Regions from separate parts of the Mus musculus genome. Here all the other regions are linked to region 1. Evidence: chromatin contacts called from public HiChIP or PLAC-seq data. All regions are on one chromosome and are shown on one strand. The core of a region is the stretch at or near the end of the contact, and the rest is flanking DNA. Distances in the headings are between cores, read along the strand shown.

What was found. HiChIP or PLAC-seq counts read pairs in DNA pulled down with a chosen protein or histone mark.
Region 2: a contact with region 1 is called in a FOXA1 HiChIP or PLAC-seq map of pancreatic cancer cells. The contact joins the enhancer-like site here to the promoter of C130074G19Rik in region 1. A contact is called at or near these places in 5 of 115 datasets of contacts at active chromatin or transcription factors (embryonic stem cells, neural tube and pancreatic cancer cells) and 2 of 9 other capture datasets (embryonic stem cells and pancreatic islet).
Region 3: a FOXA1 HiChIP or PLAC-seq map of pancreatic cancer cells shows a contact between it and region 1. The contact joins the enhancer-like site here to the promoter of C130074G19Rik in region 1. A contact is called at or near these places in 2 of 39 promoter capture datasets (hippocampal neurons and trophoblast stem cells), 2 of 115 datasets of contacts at active chromatin or transcription factors (embryonic stem cells and pancreatic cancer cells) and 1 of 9 other capture datasets (embryonic stem cells).

Annotation. Positions count from the first base shown.
Region 1 is chr1:184,881,629-184,884,328 of GRCm38.p6, reverse strand. It overlaps C130074G19Rik (RIKEN cDNA C130074G19 gene), which reads left to right and starts at 1,293. Exons shown (of 2, transcript NM_178692.3): 1 at 1,293-1,643. The coding sequence starts at 1,338. Gm34602 (a long non-coding RNA gene) reads right to left here. Exons shown (of 4, transcript XR_003948516.1): 4 at 2,048-2,423. It also overlaps the pseudogene Gm17905.
Region 2 is chr1:185,228,650-185,231,349 of GRCm38.p6, reverse strand. All of the region lies in intron 2 of Rab3gap2 (RAB3 GTPase activating protein subunit 2), which reads right to left. Among named protein-coding and RNA genes, the nearest start is that of Snora36b, 13 kb to the left of the region's middle. Within about 2 kb of position 1,274, at least 132 of the 459 cell types and tissues checked have an H3K27ac peak or open chromatin away from gene starts, as enhancers often do. A contact at or near this core is called in pancreatic cancer cells and pancreatic islet, where this site is marked.
Region 3 is chr1:185,282,211-185,284,910 of GRCm38.p6, reverse strand. It overlaps Rab3gap2 (RAB3 GTPase activating protein subunit 2), which reads right to left. Exons shown (of 35, transcript NM_001163754.1): 33 at 2,401-2,613; 34 at 1,371-1,529; 35 at 1-1,064. The coding sequence ends at 915. Among named protein-coding and RNA genes, the nearest start is that of Mir194-1, 30 kb to the left of the region's middle. Within about 2 kb of position 1,395, at least 57 of the 459 cell types and tissues checked have an H3K27ac peak or open chromatin away from gene starts, as enhancers often do. A contact at or near this core is called in pancreatic cancer cells, where this site is marked.

The DNA.
Region 1 (2,700 bases), core at 44-2,543:
AGTGGAAGCCACATTCATGAACTGTGTGAAGAACTGCTTTCTGATGACTGAGCAGGAGGCTAGTGGAGATCTCAGGCCATGGAGGAAGAAAATGTCTAAACAGTTGGAAACTGGCTGGAGAGATGGCTCAGTGGCTAAGAGCATACACTGTTCCTTCAGAGGACCAGAGATAGATTTCTAGCAACCACATCACCTGTCTGTAACTATAGCTCCAGGCCAGAGACTCTGTACATACTTACACATAATTAAACATAGTTTAAAAAAATGAATCTCTAAAAAACGTCATGTCTCTAAAATGTTCAGGAAGCAATTTAATGTAAGAAGATTTGATTTGGAAGCCACAAAGAAACCACTTACTTGATTTCTATAAAAACCGATCTCATCTCTCCTTCCTATAATGTGGAGTGAGACCCCCCCACACACACACATACACACACTGGGCTTGATGGCTGTTGTTCAGGTTCCACTGCCAAGAACACACGTTGTCTAAACGCCTGCTCAGCTTCCAAGGACGGACTCCACCCTTTACTTAGTTGTAAGTATGTATGGAATGTTTTGATGGGAGACAGAAATGCTGATCATCAGGCATGTGAATGTTGGGAAGACATTTTTAACGTTTTCTTACCCTGCGCTTCTTGCTTGTGTTTGATTCAGAGCATCATGTAGCCCAGGCTGGACCTCAGACTCGCTGTGGTCAACTTGAACCCCTAATCCTTCTGCCTCCACTTCCTAGGTTCGGAGCATGTGCCACCTTGATGGGGCTTCTGTGACACTGGGGATGGAGTCCGGACTTTCGGGCATGCCTAGGTAGCATTCTCCCAACTGAGCTACATCCCCAGGTCTGAATATAATATTTTCATGACCCTGTCAACATGTCCACACCAGCACTGAGGAATCTTCACCAATACCATCTCTACCATTTGTTTGTTTGTTATTTTGTAGCCTTGGCTATCCTGGAACTTGCTCTGTGAACCAAAGTGAGCCTTGAACTCAGAGATCCACCAGCCTCAGCCTGGGATTAAACGCAGGGATTAAAGGTGTGTGCCACCACACCCTGCTAGTTTTAAATGCCCGCACCCGTAGTAGGTCTGTTGTTTGGAGTCTGTTCCCAGTACAGCTGAACTTGCCTACCCTGAGCAATGGTTTCTGCTGCAGGGTTCTCCGGAAAGCCTTTTACGTCTGCCCCCGTAATCCTGGACCCCACCGCATGGGTGTGCTGCGACCTCTGGTTCCCGGAGCGCACAGGGCCGGGGCGGTCCGCAGGGGCAGGAGCCGGGCGGAGCGTGGAGCAAAGGTTGCCTCATAGCCTGGGCCCTTCTCCAGAGCTCGGCGGCATCATGACGGTGGGCGCCCGGCTCCGAAGCAAGGCGGCGAGCAGCTTAGTGGGCCGAAGGCCCCTGGGGCGATCGCGCCGCGCCGGTGACGAGGAGACAGATGCCATCGTGGAGCACCTGGAGGGCGAGGACGAGGACCCGGCGAGCCCGGACTGTGAGCGCGAAGAGGGCGGGCGGCGCGCGGGGACTCCGAGCGCACGCAGGGTGCACCTGGCTGCGCTGCCTGAGCGCTACGACTCCCTGGAGGAGCCCGCGCCAGGCGACAAGCCCAAGAAGAGGTACCGGCGAAAACTGAAGAAGTACGGCAAGGTAGGTCCCCACGGCCCGGCCGCCCTGATCCAGACAGAACCGGGAGTCGCGCTGGGTGGAGTTGTGCCCGCATCCCCGCTGGCCTCCGGGACCATCACTAGGAGGGTGTGTAGCTGAGCGCGCGGGCAGGACCCTTGCTCCCAGTTGGAGCTGATGGTAATGCTGAAGCCATGGTGAGGTTAGTTGACTTGAGCCCCGGACCCAGCTGCGAAGTTGCAGTCTAGGTCCACCTATTTCCCGCACTCTCTCTGGGGCACCCCGCCACAGGAGAATATTAGGTGATTCAGTCCTAGACCCCGGGGTTAACCCGCGCGGGGCCTGCTAACTCAGCCAGTACATACCTAGAACCTGTTACCCCTCCCCCTTCTCTGATCAACAATCTCTGCACCCCGGGACTTCAGATGTTCTTCGGCCTGCCTTTTTACTTTGGTGGGAGAGCCAAAGGAAGGATGGATGGGGAACCGAATGAGTTTCGTTTTCAGGGCACATGATTATGGTTTCTAGGTGCTCTGACCTAGACAGGGCTAGGGAGGGAGTTGGAGTGGAGGGGAATCACAAAACTCATTGCTTGTGTTTGTTCTGACCAAAGTCCTCTGAACTCTCGGAATTATTGTCCAGGTAGTCTTCAGTGGGTGACCTTCATCATACCCGAGACATTCGGTCCCTTGCCAGGAGTTTAGTTTATCATTCTGAATGATATGACCGGAGCTTCCTCACAAGCAGGCAATGATAACATGCGTTGTTGAAGTGAAGTAGGGCTTTTGGGAGTAAGGAAGCCATCTGAAAGTGAATAGAGGACACAGGTTTCTTAGTTGGTAGCTGGCATTTAGAGATGTTTTGGGGGTGACCACTCTGTGCCAGGCATTGTGCATACACTAGAGGTACAAATAGTGGGAGGGGAGATAGCCACCCCCACCCCCAGGGAGAGGTGGCAGAGCTGGGGCACCCTGGTCCCTCACTTCTTAGCAGTGTATTAGCGATTACTTATCTGGGCGAGGCAAATTAAGACAGCGACGCTTTCAAATCGCCCTGACATGGACACTGGGCAGGAAAGAAG
Region 2 (2,700 bases), core at 25-2,524, 350 kb before region 1:
CGGTTTTAATGATAATGCCTGCAGTGACTCAGAAAGAGTGGCATTATTGGACAGGTAGCCTTGCTGGAGTAGGTGCTACCTGGTTGGAGGAAGTGTGTCACAGGGGGTGGGCTATGAGGTGTCAGAAGATCAATCAGACCCATTGTCACTCTCTTGTCCTGCTCCTGTGGATCCAGACATAAAACTCTGAACTACCTCTCCAGCACCACGTCTGCCCGCTTGCTGCCATGCTTCTCACCATGACGATAATGGACTAAACCTCCTGAACTATAAGCCAGCCCTGGATAAATGCTTTCCTTTCCAAGAGCTGCCATGGTCATGGTGTCTTCCCAGCAATGAATCCCTGTGACACCCCTATGTGTAATCCCAGTTCCTTCAGTAACTGCCCCATGCTCTCACTTTTCCCTTCTTGGAAGTGTGATCAGCTGACGGAAAGGAACAAGGGTTCTTTAAGAATCCAGCTCAAGCAGCAGTAGAAATAGAAGCCGTGCATGAACAACAGAGATGTGTCTGCAGGAGTCCCTGTGTCAGAACTTTCAAGTCAAAGCAGATACAATCTGACAAAAATATACCAGGATAGGAACAATCAGAAAGCCACACCCCAGGCTGGACCACGATCAACTACTACTAGCTTTACCACGAAGCTGTACTTCCAGTTTATCAACAGGCAGTGAGCTGTACAGAACAACAAGCCATGAAGCCCAAGGCTTTGGTGCACATTTGGTAGGTAGCTGGCAAGATGCAGGTTCATTTTGTACCTGAGGCCCTTTGTCTACCAATTAAGTTTCTGAAAAACCCATCCACAATAAGGGGCCACAGACACTAATATTGCCCCCTTGAAGGCAGTGATCCTAAAATAACACCACCAACTGAAAAGGTGGTTAATTTCCCAAGTGAGGTGGGAAATTAAAAAGAAAGAAAACAAAGTACCCCACAGTAAAACAGCAAGTTTCCTACAAAACCAGACTCCAAGACTGGCAGTGCGTCCGTCACTATTGGGAGAGGGAAGAAAGCTGTTTCACTGCGGCCTGTATACCGAGGCTTTCCCTTAAGACCAGGGAGAATGTCTTCACCTGAACCAAGTGGGGAGCCACCACAGAGCCCCAGGAGAAGGCACCGTCTCTAACCCAGGCCGCTTCCATCACTCATCATTCTCCTTTCTTTGGTTTTAAGGCTGCAAGGTTGTTCAATGACTCTTTCTTCTAAGGTGTGTCTGATGATAAACCCACAGCACTGTGACCAGCCTTCAGCTGTAGGCAGCTGCCCCATGCTGATGAGTCATCGCTGGCCTGCTGTCTGTCGTTGTCTCCACTGCTGTGTGAAATGGCCACCACACAGCCAGCAGCAGCCTCACAGTGTGTACTTTTCACTGGGCTAACTTTCAAAGCTGTTTATACATTCTAGGGGCCAGCAACACCCAGTGTTCTCAGGGCCTGTCGGCACACTCACGGGTGTGCTCTAGAACTGTCTAGCAGATGGCCACTCAGACTCAGAGCTACTCACTCATACCTCCTGAAAGCAAGAGAGGTCACACAAAGCAAGGTCTCCGTGCTGCATCTCCTGGTAGTCTGCTTCTAATTTATGCTATGCCTAATGCTTTTCAAATTTCCATTCCCTTCCTTCCTTGTGGGGGGAAGCTGTAATGGGGCTTGTCTCTAAACAAAACTCTACAGAACAGTTCAAAATACTAAACAGAAAGAGCAAAGATGGCAAAGCTCTGTAGCCCCTGAGTCAAACCTACAGCTGTCTCACAGCGTGGAAAGATCAGAGTCCCAGCTGCTCAAGTTAAAGACCTTACAGTCCTTTCAAAACCAAACTGGGGCAAAGCATGAACTCTCTCTAATTTGGTTTAAATTTTTTTAAACCCTCTTACAAGTAAAACGAGTGACAAAAGCTTACATTCTGAATCTCAATTTTTAAAATTTGAGGAAGCCAGAAATTTTACATTTATTTTATAATCAACTAATTTAGGATTATTTGTTACGACCCCCCCCCCTTTTTTTTTCTTTTTTGGTGCTAAGGACTGAGCCCAGGGCCTTGGGCCCAACAGGCAAATGCACCCCAATTCTCTTGTTCTTTATGTCTACACTACTTACAGGCAAGTGTCCACTCACATGCCCCATCAATTGGTAATGATGACCATTAGTTTAGAGAGTGAAACACTCACATTTTTATGTAACGCCTGAGTTTTCTGCAGTTTTCTGCATGGAGGTAGTAACAGTGGAGCTGCAGAACTAACAAGCAAGCATGCGTCTCTGTTTCCTGGATAGATTGTAATACTAGATAGAAAATCTCTCTGCTCCACCAGGTTCCCTGTGGTCAAAAAAAGTACCAAATAATATTTAACCCAGAGACTGCCATTTAGTTCTTAGGCTAACACAACCAGTAAATAGTAACAATTAGTGTCTAGTTTAAGTAGAATAGATCTTATAAGTAAATCAAATGCTAAGGGCTTTAAATTGCTATCAGATTTTAGAAAAAAAAAAAAGCATGTACTCACCAAAATATTTATAAATGGAAAACATAAAGAGGTGTCCAATGTCAACCACAAGTGAAATAAAAGATTAAAACATTAATGAGCATTTGCACTGTCTTAAGATTAAAGTCTGCTAACATACTAAGGGTCCAACAATTTAGAACATACAAAAGATAGAACCCATTTTTAAAAAAATAAAAATAAAAAGCAATAACACACATGCA
Region 3 (2,700 bases), core at 146-2,645, 400 kb before region 1:
TGCTCTAGGCACTACAGGGTCCAACACTAGCCGAGGCTCATCTTCTCCACCTAGCTGAGGTAGGTATGCTAAGGCTGTGACAGCACAAAGTGCCCCATCCTGTTCCCGGACAGGCAACATGACCAAGTCCCAGAAACAGACAGTTTTGAACACTTGGAAGAAAAATAAAGTTGAATTTTTAAATATTGTTTCTTTGCTTTGTTCTTTTTTTTTAAACATGTCTTACAAGATAATACATTTTTACAATTACCTGATGTGGATACAATTTTGGAACTTGACAAAATAGAGTAAATTTTAATTTACATAATAACTGATCTTGCTGCTTTGTTCACACCTCTGATTCCTAAGTCTGGCAAGGACAACAGACTTGAGGTCCTTCCCCAAGTTCCCCGGTCCCCTGCTGATCTCAAGCCATTTCTCCTCTGACAGCAGTAGCACCCTGGACAGGAAGTGGTTAGCACCCAGAGCTCCCTGCCAGGTGGCATCCCGGTACACGACCAACCATGAGGACATCTCTGTGTGTTTGAAAGGGACATGGGCTGTATCTCTAGTGTGCTCATGGAAGCAGTGTGAACACACTTAATCCCCACGGAATCATTTGGATAGGAACTAGACTACTACACTAAGAACAAAATCTGCAAATTATAACCAGTAACAATACCAAAGTTTAACAATAAAACTGCTTATTTGAATGAAAAAATAAAGAATAAAGCATCTGCATTAGTCACAGGATAGTTAATGTGTTTATAGTTTATCTTCAGTCTTTGCTGAAGATGGGGAATTTAGACAGGATTGCACATTTTAAAGTAATATATTTATTTATTATACAAAAAAAAAAACCTTCCGAAGTTCCAGATCTTACTATGAAAAATGACATGCAGTGGTTCATGTAGTCACAGGACTGTAGGCTACTGTCATAAAGTCGCCATGGCTTCCACGGCATCGATGAGGTGTAAGGCGAGGCTGTACTGCCCGTGCTTCTCTGGCAGGAGCTCCATCACTTTATGCACGAGTTTAGCTGTTGCTGCAATAGGCACGCCAGTGTTCTGAAGATCCTGAGGGTTCTGCGAATGGGACAGGACAGCCATTAGTTTGATGCAGCCAAACATGACCTTACTGACTTAAGCTTTACTGTGGAAGTTCTCCCAATAAAAGCATCTCTTTGGCCGGGCGTGGTGGTGCACGCCTTTAATCCCAGCACTCGGAAGGCAGAGGCAGGCAGATTTCTGAGTTTAAGGCCAGCCTGGTCTACAAAGTGAGTTCCAGGACAGCCAGGGCTACACAGAGAAACCCTGTCTCAAAAAAACCAAAGAAGCTCCCTGGCGAGGCCATCCATCGCGGAGCGTCTGCTCACGCCGCCCTCCACTCACCATTGCCTTCAGCCAGGTGCAGAGTGTGGGCGGGAGTCTGGCCAGCAGCTCCATGCCTTCCTTCGTCTGGGTGTGGAAAAGCGCGTGAGCCAGCCTTTGCCCGGTCAGCACTAGCAGCTGAGACGCCAGAACTTCTTTGTCCTGAACTTGAAAAATGGCCTGAGGGTGAACATGGAGAAACAATTCAGCAAGAGCTATTGTCCCAGGGTTGCCAATGAAGACTCTACTTCGGCTCTCAGGTGTACGGACGAAGGGAAATTGAAATTGACCTAGAATTTAAACCCAACTTTTGCTCATCAGCTAATTTTTGTTACCTAAATTTTCAATTCATGACACTGTATCTCATTTACAAAAAATGGGAGAGTGTTAGATTCTGCCGTCTGACGGCTACTGAGTACTCCGAAGTGGCCTCGGGCTTGGAGAACAGCCAACCTCTCCTTATTGCTGATGGAGTCACTCGCTCCTAGCCTGAGTGCATACCTACCCACCCTGACTCATTGCTTATGAGGTCTGGCAGCCACACTGGCTTTCTGGTCTTGGACCTTGCCACGCTGCTCCCTATCTCTGGACCTTTGGACTCCTCTGTTCCTCAGCTCTGGGAGCGGCTAGTTGGTTCTCCTTGAGGGCGGTTTCGTTACCACTTTCTTTCACCCACTGAGACTCCTGTGACTCGGTTTACGTTCATCTCTTGGTACAGAACTTCATGCTTCTCTGTTCCAGCAGATGATCAATCCTCAAGGGGCCTCACCTGTTTACTGCTCTGTGTCTGTATGAACCTGGCAGCAGGCACAAATCCAGACAGACACAGCTTTCTATTCCTTTGTTGACTAGACTTGGTCTCATGTCCAAACTGGTTTATGTAGATGAGGCTGACCTTAAAAGTTCTTATCCTCCTGCTTCTGCATCCCAAATGCACACAGCACTATATCCAGCTCTGGCTGTGTGTTTTATAACTTCCACCCCATGAGCATCTCGGGTCATCCCTACCTCCTCTCCTCAGAGGCCAATGAGCATCTCGGGCCACTCTTACCTCCTCTCCTAAGAGGTCAGCTCCATGGCTGTACAGCTCCCCCACATAGTGCCTTCGAATGACATCGTCGCTCACTTGAAGGTGATGGGCTAAGTCCACAGCCAAACCTGGCCAGTTGAGGTCTTTCCAATGAGTGTTTGCTGCTTCTGCAGAGGGATCTTTGTCCTTGGAATGCTGAGCCTGGACAGCTGCACTGACAACTTTCAGTAAGAACTTGAAGACAGGAAGGCACAGCACTGCCTCGTCAGTACTTTTCATTTAAAAGTAGCCCAGTGCTTGCTCTGTAAGCTGGTGGCCTGT